Regions from separate parts of the Zea mays genome. Here region 2 is linked to region 1. Evidence: chromatin contacts called from public Hi-C data. All regions are on one chromosome and are shown on one strand. Each heading gives the region's core, a stretch centred on a gene start, on an enhancer-like site or on the middle of the called end of the contact. The rest is flanking DNA. Distances are from core to core; before and after follow the strand shown.

Evidence for each region. Hi-C and Micro-C count contacts between places; a contact is called where the count stands out from the background.
Region 2: a contact with region 1 is called in a Hi-C map of leaf, with 4 times the contacts expected there. The contact joins the enhancer-like site here to the promoter of LOC100281669 in region 1. A contact is called at or near these places in 5 of 25 Hi-C or Micro-C datasets (ear, leaf and tassel).

What each region holds. Positions count from the first base shown.
Region 1 is chr8:99,713,374-99,718,195 of Zm-B73-REFERENCE-NAM-5.0, reverse strand. LOC100281669 (sialin) reads left to right here and starts at 1,670. Exons shown (of 8, transcript NM_001154589.1): 1 at 1,670-2,519; 2 at 3,582-3,808; 3 at 4,650-4,822. The coding sequence starts at 2,085.
Region 2 is chr8:99,920,312-99,924,850 of Zm-B73-REFERENCE-NAM-5.0, reverse strand. It overlaps the pseudogene LOC103635600. Among protein-coding and RNA genes, the nearest start is that of LOC100193275, 23 kb to the left of the region's middle. Within about 2 kb of position 3,245, at least 18 of the 20 cell types and tissues checked have an H3K27ac peak or open chromatin away from gene starts, as enhancers often do. A contact at or near this core is called in ear, leaf and tassel, where this site is marked.

The DNA of each region.
Region 1 (4,822 bases), core at 421-2,920:
CCAAACCTCTTCAGTACCTCCGCAATAATTCCATGTAGAGGGAACCTTAATCCAGCCTTTAGAAAACTTTTGAAAATAACAATCTCATCCTTCTCTGGCTTCGGGGTAGTCTCTTCTCCCCCGAAGCGCAACAGCTTCTTCTGATTTTCAGTAAAAAAGCCTGATTTTACCATCTTGGACAGATCAGCCTTCGAAACAGTAGATTTCCCGAAGTCCAAGTGGCTGGGTTTGCTCGGCATGGCAATGCGGTAATCATCTTCGGGATCAGTTTCCTCAATATCTTCTTCCTCTGCTTCAGCGATTGCTTGTTCTGCATCTTCACTAGGAATCTTTTCCGAAGTCACTAGCCCAGACCGTTGCATGGCTTCGGAAATAGGGACAGTCTCCGAAGTTTCAGTTTCCTCCCCCTCACGTTCAACCCTGGCGGTAGAACGCACTCTGGCCATTTAATTATGAACTTGTGGAACTTTAATACTTTCTTCCTCCGAAGCAGGTTTCAAGCAGGAGCTTCGTTCGATTCCGACAGACAAGCTTCGGCGACGGTTAAAAATTTTGGCAGCAAAACAGTGCAAATAGCAATGAATGCTGTGGTAACTTCACACCTACTCGTCTGTTTATATAGTGCTGCAGGTAAGAAGGCGAAGCGCCAGAATTTTTACACCAGGAGGACACCCGCTTGTACTCGCTGCGCAGTGGACCGCAAAGATCAAACAGTAACTCTGCAAGGTGGGTCCGACACGGGATCGGAAATTGAATCGTTTCTCGGCAACGAGCTCAGGGAAGGTGTTTTTTGGACCTTCGGCTTCCCGAAGCTTAAGAGGCTTTTTTCACGGATCAAGCTCGTTACGAAAAACGATCTAGCGCCGCGAAAGGGGCTACTGTTGGGACCATACTTCGTTGCGCCGAAGGTCCTACACGAAGAAGCAGCTTCGGCTGAAGTCGCCCCCAGGAGACGCCCGAAGGTTCCTTTTTATGGAGCTTCGTCGTTACAAACCGACATAGAGATAGAATGACCTTTTTATCCTTAGAGGTCTGAGTCAACGTTGTAAACTTTTGTAAGGGGCAAAATTGTAATTCGTCACAGGCTGCGTCCTGTGTCTATAAATAGATGAACAGTACCTCTGTACTGTTCACGCGAACCTTTCATTTGCCTTCGCATCACGCTTGGACTTTTGCCTTCTGTCAAGCCTAAGGTACAAATGTAATTCAGTATTATTTATGATGATATAATAAAGAGATATTCATGATGTCATATGATTATGTACGTTACCTTCAATATTTCATATGCTTCTTCTTTTATTTATATATATATATACTGCGATTATGAAGGTACGTCCTTCATGACCTTCGTCTGAAGATCATTATATCCCGAGGGAGATAATGCTTCGAAGGACGAAGGGCATTAACCATTAACATTTTTGTGTTGCCTTGTTTTTAACTCATAGCATTTGAGAACAAGTCGCCAAGGTCAGGGTGCGTCGAGTCACCTTCTGGCCTTCGCCGTGGACGGGTAGGTGGCGAATCGGGCGACGAGCCGTGGTAGGTGCGGTTCCCGCCGGACGCCGGCACGGCGCCTCCGCAATCCTTGACCCTTCCCGAAGTCCGTCCGCCCAGCCACCAAAACACCAACCCGACACCGCTACAACACTGCCATTTTGCCAGAACCAAAACCAACCAAACAGTTCCTTCGCCGATTTAAGCCACGTGACTGCCAATCCGGCCAGGCTCTCCGTGCACTACTTGTCTCCTCCCTCGCTCCGTCCGATGTGCCTGCTGGCACAGCGCCACCTACCACCCTCAGCTCGACCCAACTCCCTCGTCAGTCGTCGCCCCGCGTCGCGTGGTCCTAATTTAAGCCACCAACTGCCGATCAACGGCGCTCGCCCGCCCGCCCGCCCGCCAGCCCGCGCACGCCGCTCGCTCCCCACTCACTGCCATGGGCCTGGCTCGCCGCGCGACGCTCCCGTCGATCCCTGCCGCGCTCCTCTGATAGTCACAGCTAGCCAGGCGGCCCCGCTTGCCGTGTGTCGGGCTCGGCTTGTCCCACGCGCGGGCGCGGAGCGGGTTGTTGGATCAAGCTGACCATGGCGTCGGTCAGGTCGTGCGCGTCCGTGAAGTCCGCCGTGAGGAGTCCTGTCAGTTACAGATCCACGAGGGCCGTGGCGGCCGGCTCGGGAAGGCTGCGCGTACGCTCCTCGTCGCTGCAGGCGCTCGCCGGCTGCGCCAGCGGCGGCGGCGGCTTCGGCTTGCTCGGCAGCGATGATGGGCCGAGGGTCAGGCGGGGCGGGCGGGAGGTCCTCGCCACGTGCAGCGCGAGCTTCGACGGGGTCCGCCCCGCCGTCGTGGCGGGCGCCGCCGCTCAGCCCGGGTCGGCGGCGTTCCCCGAGCGGGCCAAGGTGGTGGCGCTGGTGGCCACCATCATGCTGCTCTGCAACGCCGACCGGGTCGTCATGTCCGTCGCCGTCGTGCCGCTCGCCGCCCAGCACGGATGGTCCAGCTCCTTCGTCGGCATCGTCCAGGTAAGCACCGCGCGGGTCAACTAGCGCAGCCTTGTAAAATCTCTCCTCTCCCTCTCCCGTCTCTGCGCGTCGGCGAAAAAGTAGGAGTGAAAGCAAACGCCCCTTTGTTCTCGACAAGTTTTAGGCAACGTTTGCTGCCCTGTCGCTCAACAACAAAATGTGACGTCTCGGACGATCTGGTCGTGGCTCAACAAAGTCAACCCTGCATCGTCACGTCAACGCCAGACGCCATGAGGCAGCGACTGAAGCAATACATTTTGGAAGCACGCGGAACTGCAATGATGGGAGACGGCCGGTCTGCCAGCTTCATTCTACAGTCTTGCCGTGTGCCACCCAGAGCAGCTGCAAGCCACCAACCCGTCACCAGAACACGATAAATTTGATAATGGAGAATGGTGTTTGCCTTCGCTCCCTTATCACGGGCGATAACGATATATATTTAGCTTGTATTATACTCCAGAATAAAAATGCATACGTAAAGTCAAGGCCATTTTTCTTTTGGAGCAATCCAAATTATGCAGTGAAGGGATGCAACTTGATGGGCATCAAAGTTCCCTGATACAGACAGGATTCAGATTAGATGATTGGGCTGACGAGGAACAGCAAGATTGTACTGGGGGAAAAGATCAATGATTGAAACAGTCATTCCTCAAGGGAAAAAATATATAATAGAAGCAGTCAACTTAAAGTTTCATGTGGTGTATGCCCTGAAGATCAATATACGTTTTAATTTGCAGCCATTAAGCCCAAATGCTTGGCTCTTCAGTTACAACCCTACATGAATCAGCTAATCTCAAGACAACCAAAGTGCCTTCATCAAAACAAGAGCGATCCACGACAACTTCATCTATGTTCGCAACCTTGCGCAATATTTCAACAGATCAACACCCCAGCCTTACTCTTCTTCTCTATTAATATATGCTGGGAAGAACTCCTGCCGGTTGTTTAAAAAAAATGGCCCAAATGCTTAATGCATGACTATAGCTGGGAACAAGCACAGCTATCTCTATCTTGCTATTAAGCTGATTGACTGAGGTTAAATTTTTCTTACCATGTCTGCAGTCATCGTTCTTATGGGGATATGTTTTCTCATCCATGGTTGGAGGAGCTTTGGCAGACAGATATGGCGGGAAGAAGGTGATGGCAGGTGCTGCTGCGCTATGGTCCTTGGCTACAATCCTCACTCCGTGGGCAGCCTCTCGCTCCACCATCATGTTGCTTGCTGTACGTGCACTATTTGGCCTCGCGGAAGGTGTTGCATTTCCGACGATGAGCACCTTCTTACCGAAGTGAGTAACAACTCTCACTCATTGGATCTGCTCATAATTGATGTTTGTTCGGTAGCCTTGTGTTAGGTTCTGGATCAGAACTCAACGGATAACTTAGAATTCGGACGGGGAGAAGGAAGAGAAGAGCTAAAGAAACAAAAGTTCTAGAGAGATAAATTGTTATTTCTGTTCTCAGATGACGAACTCTGTTCTTTTCATGGGCTTATATATTACCCAGGCCTTGGCCAACTAGCACACAACAGCTATATTCTGACGGCCTAACTGAAGATGCCTGACTAACTCTTCAGCCACAACTTCTGATGCCTGACTAGCTTGACCAACTTGCTTGACTAACTCTTCAGCCACTTCTGCACTTGCGTCGTTCGGTCATTCCATTGCCGGACCCAGAGCAGTATGTCTTCTCGACGCGCTCCTGACATCTTGCTTAAGAAACATTAACCTCTCAAGCTTGAAATGACTAGGCGGAAAAGAAATTAAGAATGGCTAGGTGGATTTTAAATTAAACACATTGATTAACCCACTGAGTCATCAGGTTGCCGGTTCAAAGTATCCTTCTGCATTTGCAGGAAATGGCTTGCCTCGATTTGTTCCTTTCCCATAGCCCACTTATATGGGACCTTCAGCATTGCGTCAACCCACTGTTTATTGTATTCTAGACCCATTCTTTTGAGGGCACATACAAGCCTTCACCATCTCTTTACCATACTTTCTGCACTCTCGGCCTACATTCATTTTTACTGATATCAATTGTAGCTGCTACAAAGTACTGCCCTCTAATTGATGTCAATGCAATTGAACAAGATTTGAGTTTGTGATTTATCTAACATTGGACATGAAACAGGTGGTTCCCAACACATGAGCGTGCTACTGCCGTTGGCATTTCCATGGGTGGATTCCATCTTGGAAATGTCATAAGCTTCCTAGCAACACCAATCATCATGTCACACATAGGCCTCTCGGGAACATTTGCCTTCTTCGCATCGCTTGGTTATTTGTGGATCTCTGTATGGATGA
Region 2 (4,539 bases), core at 1,996-4,495, 210 kb before region 1:
GTCTTTTAGATAATCCTAATCGCTTGTTTTTAGTTAGATATTATATTCTTATTTGTTGTTTAGTAACTTCTACACATGTTTTATATGTTGCATGACTTTTTATATTGCTATAGATTGTTCGATATTTAGAGGGTGTTTGGCTTCTAGGGACTAATTTTTTGTCCCTCCATTTTAGTCCCTAAATTGCTAATCACAGAAACTAAAATAGAGATAATACCTTTTTTAGTCCATGTGTTCGACAATTTAGTGACTAAAATGGATTAAAGAATTAGTCAACCAAACCCCCTTATTAGGGAGATATGCAATTACTATATATATAGTGTAGGGAGCAAAGCTGATCTTCCAATATGTCTATATTATTATTATATTAAATCTCAGCCGCTAGATCTGATTTCAACATACAGCAATAGGACATCGTTGATATTTTGCGCTTTGTATCCACACAGACCGAGGGCATGAGGGGGCCCGTGAGAAATAAGATCCTCCCATGGACAAGGACGAGTAGGAGACTGCATGAGCAGCAAATGCTCATGCATTCGTCAGTAGCAGGTTTCCAAGGTTTCCTGCATTCGTCAGTAGAGGCCATTACTGTTTGTGTTCTGCATCAACTCGACGTTGATATGTATGAAGATTGAATGAAGAGGAACGGAACATGAACGTCCACCGATGAAACTGAACCTGCTGAGCAGAAGGCCATGACCAAGGACCTAAAGGGCTACAGTGGCTTCAAGATGTTGCAAGCTGTCCAACCCAGAATGCCATGAATCATGAATGTGATCGCTATATTAAGGCCCCGTTTGACTCCATTAGTCATAGACTAAAGTTTAGTCACTACTTTGTTTGGTTGTAAAACAGATTCTAAATACATTAAATACAACACATAAATACTAAAATATCCATTTTCTTGTTTTTGTGTATGACGCTAGTTTTCTAGGCAAGGCAAGGACAATTAGAGTAAATGTTGTGATTTGGTCCTTTTTAGCACTCATGTGAGAGCCTATAAAGACTAAAGCCAATTAGTCCTAATTCAGTCATTCGTTTGGCAAAATAGGGAGTAAAAATCAGAGACTAAAGATCAGTCTCTCTAACCAAACAGGGCTTAACTGTCATAAACACCTGAAGAACAAAAGGTGCGTGTTGTGTTCATAAGTTCATATGGCACTTAAGCAGCTACAAACAAGCATTAACTCCGTTCGCAAATATATGACACCATTGACTTTTAAAAAAAATAGTCACTCTCTTATTCAAAATATTTATTTAAAAAAAATAAAATTTTAAGTCAAACATAAACTAAGTGATAAAATAAATGGCAACTCTTTATTTTTTGAATAAGACGAGTGGTCAAAGTTTTTAAAAAAGTCAACGGTGTCATATATTTATGAACTGAGGATACTTTCAGACCGTTCAGTCCTTCCTTGAGGCTATGATTAAATCATACATAATGATGCATACATCCTACTATTCATAAAGAAACGACGCCAGCGAGGGTGACTGTCTGTGCGAGGCTGGCGAACATCAAAGATGGGGTAAATACAGTAAAAGCAACCTGTTAGCGATTTAACACAAACTTTATCTAAATTAGTTCACTCCGTAGAGACAAAAAAAGAATATATTAAGAAAAAAATTAAAAAAATCGATCTACGGGATAAGATAGCCCCGAGTATTGTATAAAGAAAAATTTCTCACACAGGATTGAGAAAACCCGACAGCGGCATCGAAGCCCATATGAGAATGAGACCGGGGTTAAGCCTTAGAGCTGTGCTTTGGCGTGAGACAGTCGAGATGATTTTTTAACCACAGCTGAAATTCGTTCCCACGGAGGTCTAACCCAGAATCTGAGGAGTGTTACTTAGACCACTTATCGAACTCGGCTAAAGGCTCTTTCGCAAAAAAAAAAGAAGACAATCTTGGATGCTGCTGTTGGCCGGCGGCACTTTGCAAGAGAATCAATATGGTTCTTTGATGCTTCAATTTGAACATCAACATGCCCCTAATTCCAAGTTTTGACGTCAGCACGTAAGCATTTTTTTCTTTGATTGGAAAACCTTGAAGGGCTAGTTTGGAACCTTATTTTTTCAAAGTATTTTCATTTTCAAGAGAAATTAGTTCATTTTACCATAGGAAAATAGAAATTACTTGAAAAAATGGAGTTCCCAAACTAGCCCGAAGCGGAGAAAAGTTGGAAAGAAGAAAAGAGAGCAGAGAAAAGTATAGAGATTTAGTCATACCTTCCATGTTCCCATGGTCTGATACACAGCATGACATCCTTGTCTGCAAGAACTGCACTGACTGGAATAACTCCAACACAGAATCTGTAGAGCAAAGACAACTTGAAACCATAAGTGTGGTTGCATACTCTGAAGCAAAATGGGGAAGTGACCAACAGATACTTACGTAATGAGTATAGTTAATAAACAAGAGTGTAGTAGAAAAGAAACCACCATGTCAGCTATTTGTTTTCCCAATCACATGCCAGCATTTTACCAGTTCTAGTTACGCCAAATTGGATCTCATCAGCAATCATCAAAACGTTGTGTTTAGAACAAAAGTCTCTCACACCTTTCAAATAGCCATCTGATGGGATTACTACCTACATGTACAACATGAAATGAAGATCAAATTCAAAAAAAGTTAAAATAAAAAAAATTTAACCATCAATGGTAACTGAAACAAAACACCAAGAAGTGCCATAAAATCAAACCAAAACTATATATTTGAAATCAACTTGTTCCTGGTTCACTTTACCACCAGTCCACCGCAGCTAGCAAAGTGAGAAATCATCCAAACCAGACGAACCAAACATATAATAGTTAGTTAAAATACGTTAAACCAAATGGATGGTATGTGACAAATTCCAGGAAAAATTTTCATAAAACTTTATGAGCTTATAGTGATTAAAAACATGGGCTTATTATCTATGTGTTTGCACTAACACCTACTCCCTCCGTCATAAATTAAAATTTATTTTAGATTATTAATAGGTTCATACAATACTTGAATATGAGATGAGTTTTTCACCCATAATGAATACGAGGATAGGTACGGAGATGAATAACTAGGGTGCTATAACCCGGTCATTGACATTTTGTACAGTACAGGTGATGGCGGGTTGTTTTTCTACAAATCCAAGGACCTTTCTGCGAAATGTTTTCCGTGGATCGCTTTCCAAGCAGCAATCCCGTGTAGGTTTTAATAAGAAGAAGAAATGCCCCGCGACCCACGTCCCCTCCGGCCCTCCCTCTATCTTTCGCTCGCTCTCGGCGACAGCTGGGTGACCGTCGTCGCCGCCGCCCTTCTCCAGGTGCCCAGGTCTTCGCAGGTCCCTTTGCCGCCTCTTCGCCGCCGACGAGCACCAGCCAGGTATGCGCACCCCTTCTCGGTCCTTCCTGCTGCGCGAAACCGAGCGCCCGAACCCTAATTTGAGCTATCTGTATTCGGATCTAACCCAATTACAAGAGCGCGCATGTATTATGGCTCCTAGCTTCCATTTTTTACACATGCATGTCCTTTGCTGGGCCCGCCCCTGTCCGAACCCTAACCTAAGCTATTTGGATCTGATTTAGTTACGAGTATATATGTGTATTTGCATCTATTTGGATCTTGCGGTTCCTAAGGATAACGGCTGAGATGTCGTTTATGAAGGTGCTCGATGTTTTGATTGTTTTCTCCACCACATCCTAAGCTATGTCTTCTATAATAACTCTCTTATATAATAAGTATCACACAAAAAAATTCCCTATAATGTTTACGTAATTTGCACATCATCGTTTATTGTAAAGTAACTCAAATACGTAACAGAGCGTGCCCAAGGGTGCACGCTTGCTACTAGTATGTATTAGCCACCACACAGATTACAGTAGACTTCATTGTATGCATCTGTTGCAGTGGAGTCATTGTATGCATCTGTTGTGTGTATTGTTGCCTTGTGGCTTGTTACTTACAGCTACAACTGAATATGTCTGTACATCTCAAGGTTGTTTAGGAGACTTAATTACTGTAATTTGGGTTGGTTTGAAGGAAGAAAAGAAGCTGAACCATGGGGAAGAGAAAGTCAGCTGCTAAGCCACCTCCTAAGAAGCGGATGGACAAGCTTGACACTGTATTTTCCTGCCCATTTGCAACCACGGGAGTAGTTTTGAGTGCCGAATGTGAGTATCATTTTCCAAGCTTTTCTGTTTAGCTTTTGATGCTAGATTTAGTATCACATTCAGAATTTTTTACTTGATTTCTCTCTTTTATCCAGTGACATGAAGAATCTGATTGGCGAAGCATCTTGTAGAATCTGTCAGGAAAACTTCAGCACAACTATTAATGGTATGCCAAACCTATGTATAAAATTGTACTGGTTGCTCCTAATTTCACTTCTATGAACTGTACTAATTTGCATCGAAGAAAGTTTGGTCCCAAACAACTCGTGAACTCGTTTTCTTATTATTGGGCTGATGGACAAGGCAACGTGAAATTTTTCATGGTACCTGGGAACAGAACATAGCCTACAAACTGCAGAACCATTCCCATTTCATCTTGTAGTCTTGTCTT